Regions from separate parts of the Mus musculus genome. Here region 2 is linked to region 1. A link is a contact called in public promoter capture Hi-C data. All regions are on one chromosome and are shown on one strand. Each heading gives the region's core, a stretch centred on a gene start, on an enhancer-like site or on the middle of the called end of the contact. The rest is flanking DNA. Distances are from core to core; before and after follow the strand shown. Region 1 holds the start of 2010204K13Rik (RIKEN cDNA 2010204K13 gene). Region 2 holds the start of Pqbp1 (polyglutamine binding protein 1).

The links. Promoter capture Hi-C pulls out the DNA fragments that hold promoters and counts their contacts.
Region 2: a promoter capture Hi-C map of pre-B cells shows a contact between it and region 1, with 10 times the contacts expected there. The contact joins the promoter of Pqbp1 here to the promoter of 2010204K13Rik in region 1. A contact is called at or near these places in 6 of 39 promoter capture datasets (the C10 cell line, cranial neural crest, liver and 2 more) and 1 of 9 other capture datasets (adipose tissue).

The regions. Positions count from the first base shown.
Region 1 is chrX:7,421,669-7,424,368 of GRCm38.p6, forward strand. It overlaps 2010204K13Rik (RIKEN cDNA 2010204K13 gene), which reads right to left and starts at 1,320. Exons shown (of 2, transcript NR_027924.1): 1 at 1,211-1,320.
Region 2 is chrX:7,897,569-7,900,268 of GRCm38.p6, forward strand. Pqbp1 (polyglutamine binding protein 1) reads right to left here and starts at 1,432. Exons shown (of 7, transcript NM_019478.4): 1 at 1,203-1,432; 2 at 983-1,068. The coding sequence starts at 1,049. Timm17b (translocase of inner mitochondrial membrane 17b) reads left to right here and starts at 1,768. Exons shown (of 6, transcript NM_011591.5): 1 at 1,768-1,901. The coding sequence starts at 1,876.

The sequences.
Region 1 (2,700 bases), core at 70-2,569:
CTTAGTTTGTTCATGAGGCACTGAGCTACGTAATACAATGGTAAATTAGACAGCATGATCCATACTCCAGTGGAGACCCTAGTCCAAAAACAACCCTCCCATTTGTTAACACATTACCTACCCAGAAAATAGCTTAAATGTAACCTAACCAAAAATTAGGCAGCTCTAGATTCCCAGGTGTGCCTGGGCCATACATCTCTCAAGCCTACTGTTGTTGGGAGAGCTGGATCTGGGAAAGGAAGACAAGATCTGAAGTACTCATGGTTCCCTGCCTTACCCAAGCATTTCTCAACAGTCCTTGTAATTTTTTCAGAAATCCTTCCATTCAGAGTCCTGCCTCCCTCGGATGGAAACCCAAGCTTAGCCTAGGGGAAGGACTATGCCCTAGTAGGTTCTACTGATTGGATGCTCTTCCATACAACTTTGGCTCATGAGGAAAACAAGAACTGCCTGGCAGAAGCCATGCCCCATGGATGTGATAGACCATGACCAAGGGACAGTAAGGATTAGAATCAACTAAGATTTATTTATCTTATGTGTTTGAGTGTTTAGCTCACATACATTTCTGCGCAGGGACACTGGTTTTCCTTCCTTAGGTAACAAGGTAGACGACAGATGATATAGATGATAGATGGCATGGGTATGTGTGTGTGCACGCCCCTCCCCCTCGACCTATTAGGGAGCTCAAAGAAACTTGTAGCTGGCTAGAAATCTGATTTAGAGACTAAGTAGTAGAAACATGTATGTTCCCTCTTCTTGTCCGCATGGACACTGCTGTGGTTGAGTTCCGAACTATGTCTCTAGAACATCCACAACATCTACTTGTGGAAACTAACACTTGGAGGTGGGAAGATGCATAAATAGTTGAGAGCACTTAATTCTCACAGAGGGTCTGGGTTCAATTCCTAAGACCCACGTGGTGGTCCATAACTCACGTTCGGGGGGGGGGGATCGATCCAATGCCCCTCTTGTAACCTCTGTAGTCACCAGCACGAACACCTTACACGCGCGCGCGCGCACGCACACACACACGCGCGCACACACGCACACACACGCACATTTTACCTTCTTTAAGTACCGGGGGCAGGGGGGAGGGGGGAGTTTCCCCGTGTGCTCGTGCACGCGCGCACGCACGCACGCGTAGGGAATGTAAGTAAAGCGTCTAGACAATAAGGACCTAAAATGAAAGAGCCATAAGCTACCTACTTACGTTTTTATTTCTCAGTTCTCCAAGTTCCAAATCATCCGGCCCACTAAGGTCCAAACTTGGAGGAAGCTCGAGTCTCTGCTTATTAACACGTGTCGCGGCACGGCTGACTTGTGCGTCACCAACCACAAGGTGGCGAAAGAGATTATCACATCAAACCAGCCTGCCTTCTGCCTCTTCTATACCATTATTTTGCTAAGCAGAAGCATTTCCTGAGCGTGAGTCATTCAATGAGCACAGTGGTCCTATGGATTGTGGCCCTATGGATTAGCTATGATTTCACAGATGAGCAAACCAAGAGCTGCAGATACCTGTGGAGTTTGGCTGTTACCTATTTTTAGTACTGCATCTGCATTTACACCAGCGTCACCACACACATATGAGTACTGTAGTGTTACTTATTTGGCAATTGCTCTGCCATCTTTTGGCAATAAGAATTTATTTCATCCTCATCACAGTCTTACAGGATCACCATCATATATGTGGTCTGTTGATCAAACATCATCATACAACACATGACTATATGTTTCTATATGTTATCTATGTTTTTACTTAAAGGTTTTTTATTATGAAAGAAACTGTATTCCTGGTAACAACTTTCAAATTATAATAATGAGTAAAAAGTCTCCTTTCTTCCCATTAGAACTAGTCAAAAGCGTAACTCCTCACATATTCCTTCATAATTTGTTTACAAATACATAAGCATACTTCATATGTTTATCTTACAATGCACACAAATATATTGTACACACTGTTCTACAGCTTGCTTTTTCTAATTAGGACAGTATCTTGATAGCAGATGTGAGCTGAGGCCACACTGGCCTGTGGACCTCATTTACAGATCTGGAGTAGGACGTGACTGTCCTCACCTGAGAACAGCAAGTGTGTCACCTGATATATTGCAGCCTGAGGTGACAATGAAATGTGGAAGAAGAGAGCGGACTCTCTGCAGCAGCAAGAAAGCGTGGTGAGGTGTAAGGCAAGCCTGTTAATGGGCAGCAAGTGGGACTGGTCCCCATCTCTGGTATATTCAGGTCCTTAAGCTATAGTTTTGAGAAAGTTCAGATTTGGATACAGGCAATGTTCACAGTGCCTTTGGGGACAGGGCACCTCTTTACACCACCGCACAGTGCCAACGTGTGGAAACCCTGTGGGGTAGTAATTGGTAGCATTTTAAAGGTGACAAAATTGAGACTCAAAGAGGACAAGGCTCCCAAGGCTACCCTACTTGAAGCAGCACCTCCCCTTACCTACCTTGTCAGTACTTACAGGACCCTGGGGAACTATTGGCTATTGGTAGACTCTGGAAGACCGGATATCATTATCTTCAGATATGTACCCACTAGGGAAGCCAGCCAGGTCCAGTGCATAACTCCACAGTTACAGTCACATAAGCAACCCTTTTTAAACTGAGTATGTCACAAAACAAGAAGCCATGAGTGTAGGAAAGGGAGGACAGGGGTGAGAGAGAGACAAGAAAGTAAGGATTAGAG
Region 2 (2,700 bases), core at 182-2,681, 480 kb after region 1:
ATGGTTATGGTGCCCATCACCCAAGTACCTCTGCTGAGGTAAACATAGAGCATCAGCATCCTGTCACTGTATTTGGCACATAGGAGACTGCAGGATAGATCAGATGCCTTTTTGGACCCTTAATCCTAGCATTAGGAAAGCGGAGACAGGCAGATCTTGATGAATGCAAAGCCAGCCTGATATACAGAATGGGTCCCAGGCCTGCCAGAAGTACAGAATGAGACCATGTCTCAAACATTAATTAGTTAAATACCATGCAGTCATGGGTTTATTTTACTTATTTTCTGATACACACACATATATATACACATATATACATGTGTACATACACACACAGACACATGTATATCTGGCCTAGAATTCAGTATGTAAACCAGGCTGTCTCCTGTGATCCCTTTTACCTGCCCCAGCCATGCTGGGGACTACAGATGAATGCCACCATACTTATGTCTATTTGTTTTTTATTTTTTGAAGACTGGGTCTTGCCAAATTGCCATGTCTGGCCTTGACCTCCTGGACTCAAGCCATGTTTGTAGCTCAGCCTCCTTAGTACCTGAGATATTTGTACCTGCCACCGTGTCCACTTGATTCATGACTTAAATTAAAGCTATCCCTCCAGCCTTACACTTCACACAGCACCCACCAACCACGAAGAAGTAATGAATATCAGAAAAAATTATATTGACAACGAGATGCCTGCCAGGCCATGCAAGATACCAAGTATCAAAACCAAGGTGCCAGTCAAGGAGATATACTTCAATAGAGCGCATCCAAGAGCTCTGGTCTAACCCCAGCAGTACAAGGGGGCGGGGGAAGATGCACACTAGGACGGCAGAAGATGGCAGAGCACTTACTTAGCAAACACCTAGGTTCGACAGGGGCGGGAGGGGGCGGAGAAAAGGGGGAATAAAGAATAGAATAAACAGCAGAACGTCTATTAACACTGGCACATGATAGATGCATCTGCTTTTAGTTTTCTCACCCGGCTCCAGATGTTTGAGGATGCCCCTCTTCGCCAAGCGGGTCTGCAGCGCAACAGGAAGCGGCATAGTGGGTAGCTGACCAGACCTAGAAACAGACAAGACAGTACTGAAGGGCAGATCTGATTAACATTTCAATCTGGATAGCCAGTAACCACGCGTGTGTTCACACACACACACACACACACACACACACACACACACACACACACACACACACACCTACGTAACTGCAACAGTAGCTGGAAGAGAACAAAAATGCGTGCTAAAAGATAAAAGAGATATGTAGCAATATGGCCAGAATTAGGATCAGCAGAACTCTCCGGACCCAGGCACTGGAGACCGGATGGACCAAAGACCCAGTTCCTCTCTAGACCAAGGCTCCACCCATCACCCAAGGGACCAAGTGCCACACACCCGCAACCCAGAAATGGGATCACCCAACGTTCCTCAAAGTCCGCACGGTGGGCGGAACCAAGGCGCTAGGATGGGGGAGATACAATGCCAACGCCATCTCCAGCTTTAAAAGAAAGCTTACACCCCAGCCTTACCAGTACAACTGTGCGATTAGTCAAAGTCTATCTCCTTACCCTCCTCTCCCTCATTGGCACAGTGCTTACCAACACCGAAGGGCTCTTGGTTTAAAGCACAACAGGCTCCTCGACTCTCCCCAGGTGCAATTAACTGGTCGCATCCGACGCTTACATGGAACGGATGTGGCCCTTCTGGCTAGCCAATAAGAGCGCGCCGTTGGCCTTACGTAAGCAGAGAAGAACCAATTGTTCCCTTGGTCTACGTACAGCGCCTCAGAGCTTGTGGGCGTTTCGGAGCGGGAGGGGGACGGGGGGAGTGTCTCGCCCGCGCCACCGACTGCGCCAGGCCGGACTCTGGCGCCATGGAGGAGTACGCTCGCGAACCTTGGTACGGCGATGGGCACAGGCTTCGGGACAGTCCGCGCGACGCTCAGGCGGACAACGGGAGGCGGGCGGGGAAGGCAGGGGCTGCAGTGTCAAGTCCCTGACCCGGGAGGCTCGGAAACTTCACTGCCTCTGCGCATCCGGCATGGCCCCTCCCACTCGGACTTCGTCAAAAAACCGCCACCGTGGAGTGTCCCAGTATGTGCGGTGTGGGACAAACTATCGCACTGTTGCCCTGGCTCTTCTCCTAGACCCCCTTTGTGAGCCAAAAGAGAAACGCTGGGCAGATCCATTCCGGCGGTGAGGGAGGAGAGGCGTGGAGCCAATATCCACAGGGTTTCTTCGTGTCGCTTTTCTCAGGCTGGCTTTTGACATAGGATAGGGCATGTGTGAACTCACTGTGGGCTAAGCCAGATGGCACCTGGCTTTTCCGCACGGTCTTTTGATTTGTCCGATTTAGGTTTTAAAAGGACACAAGGGTTTCTCTGGACGTGCTTTTTGTGTCGAACCGAGTGTCAGTCACCCTGTTTATATTTTACTTAAATAACGTTTGCTAGTTAACACTATTGAAGCCTGACACGACAACTCCCCCCCCCCCCTCCCAGACACGGTTACTCTGTGGTGTAGCCCTGGCTGTCCTGGAACTCACTCTGTAGTCTTGAACTAAGAAATCCTCCTGCCTCTGCCCCCCAAGTTCTGGGATTAAAGGCGTGAACCACCCCTGCCAGGCACATGACAACTCTTACTGATTTTTGATAGTAACAAAAACCATTTTGTTTTTGGCTCCTGGTTCTAGGATTTGA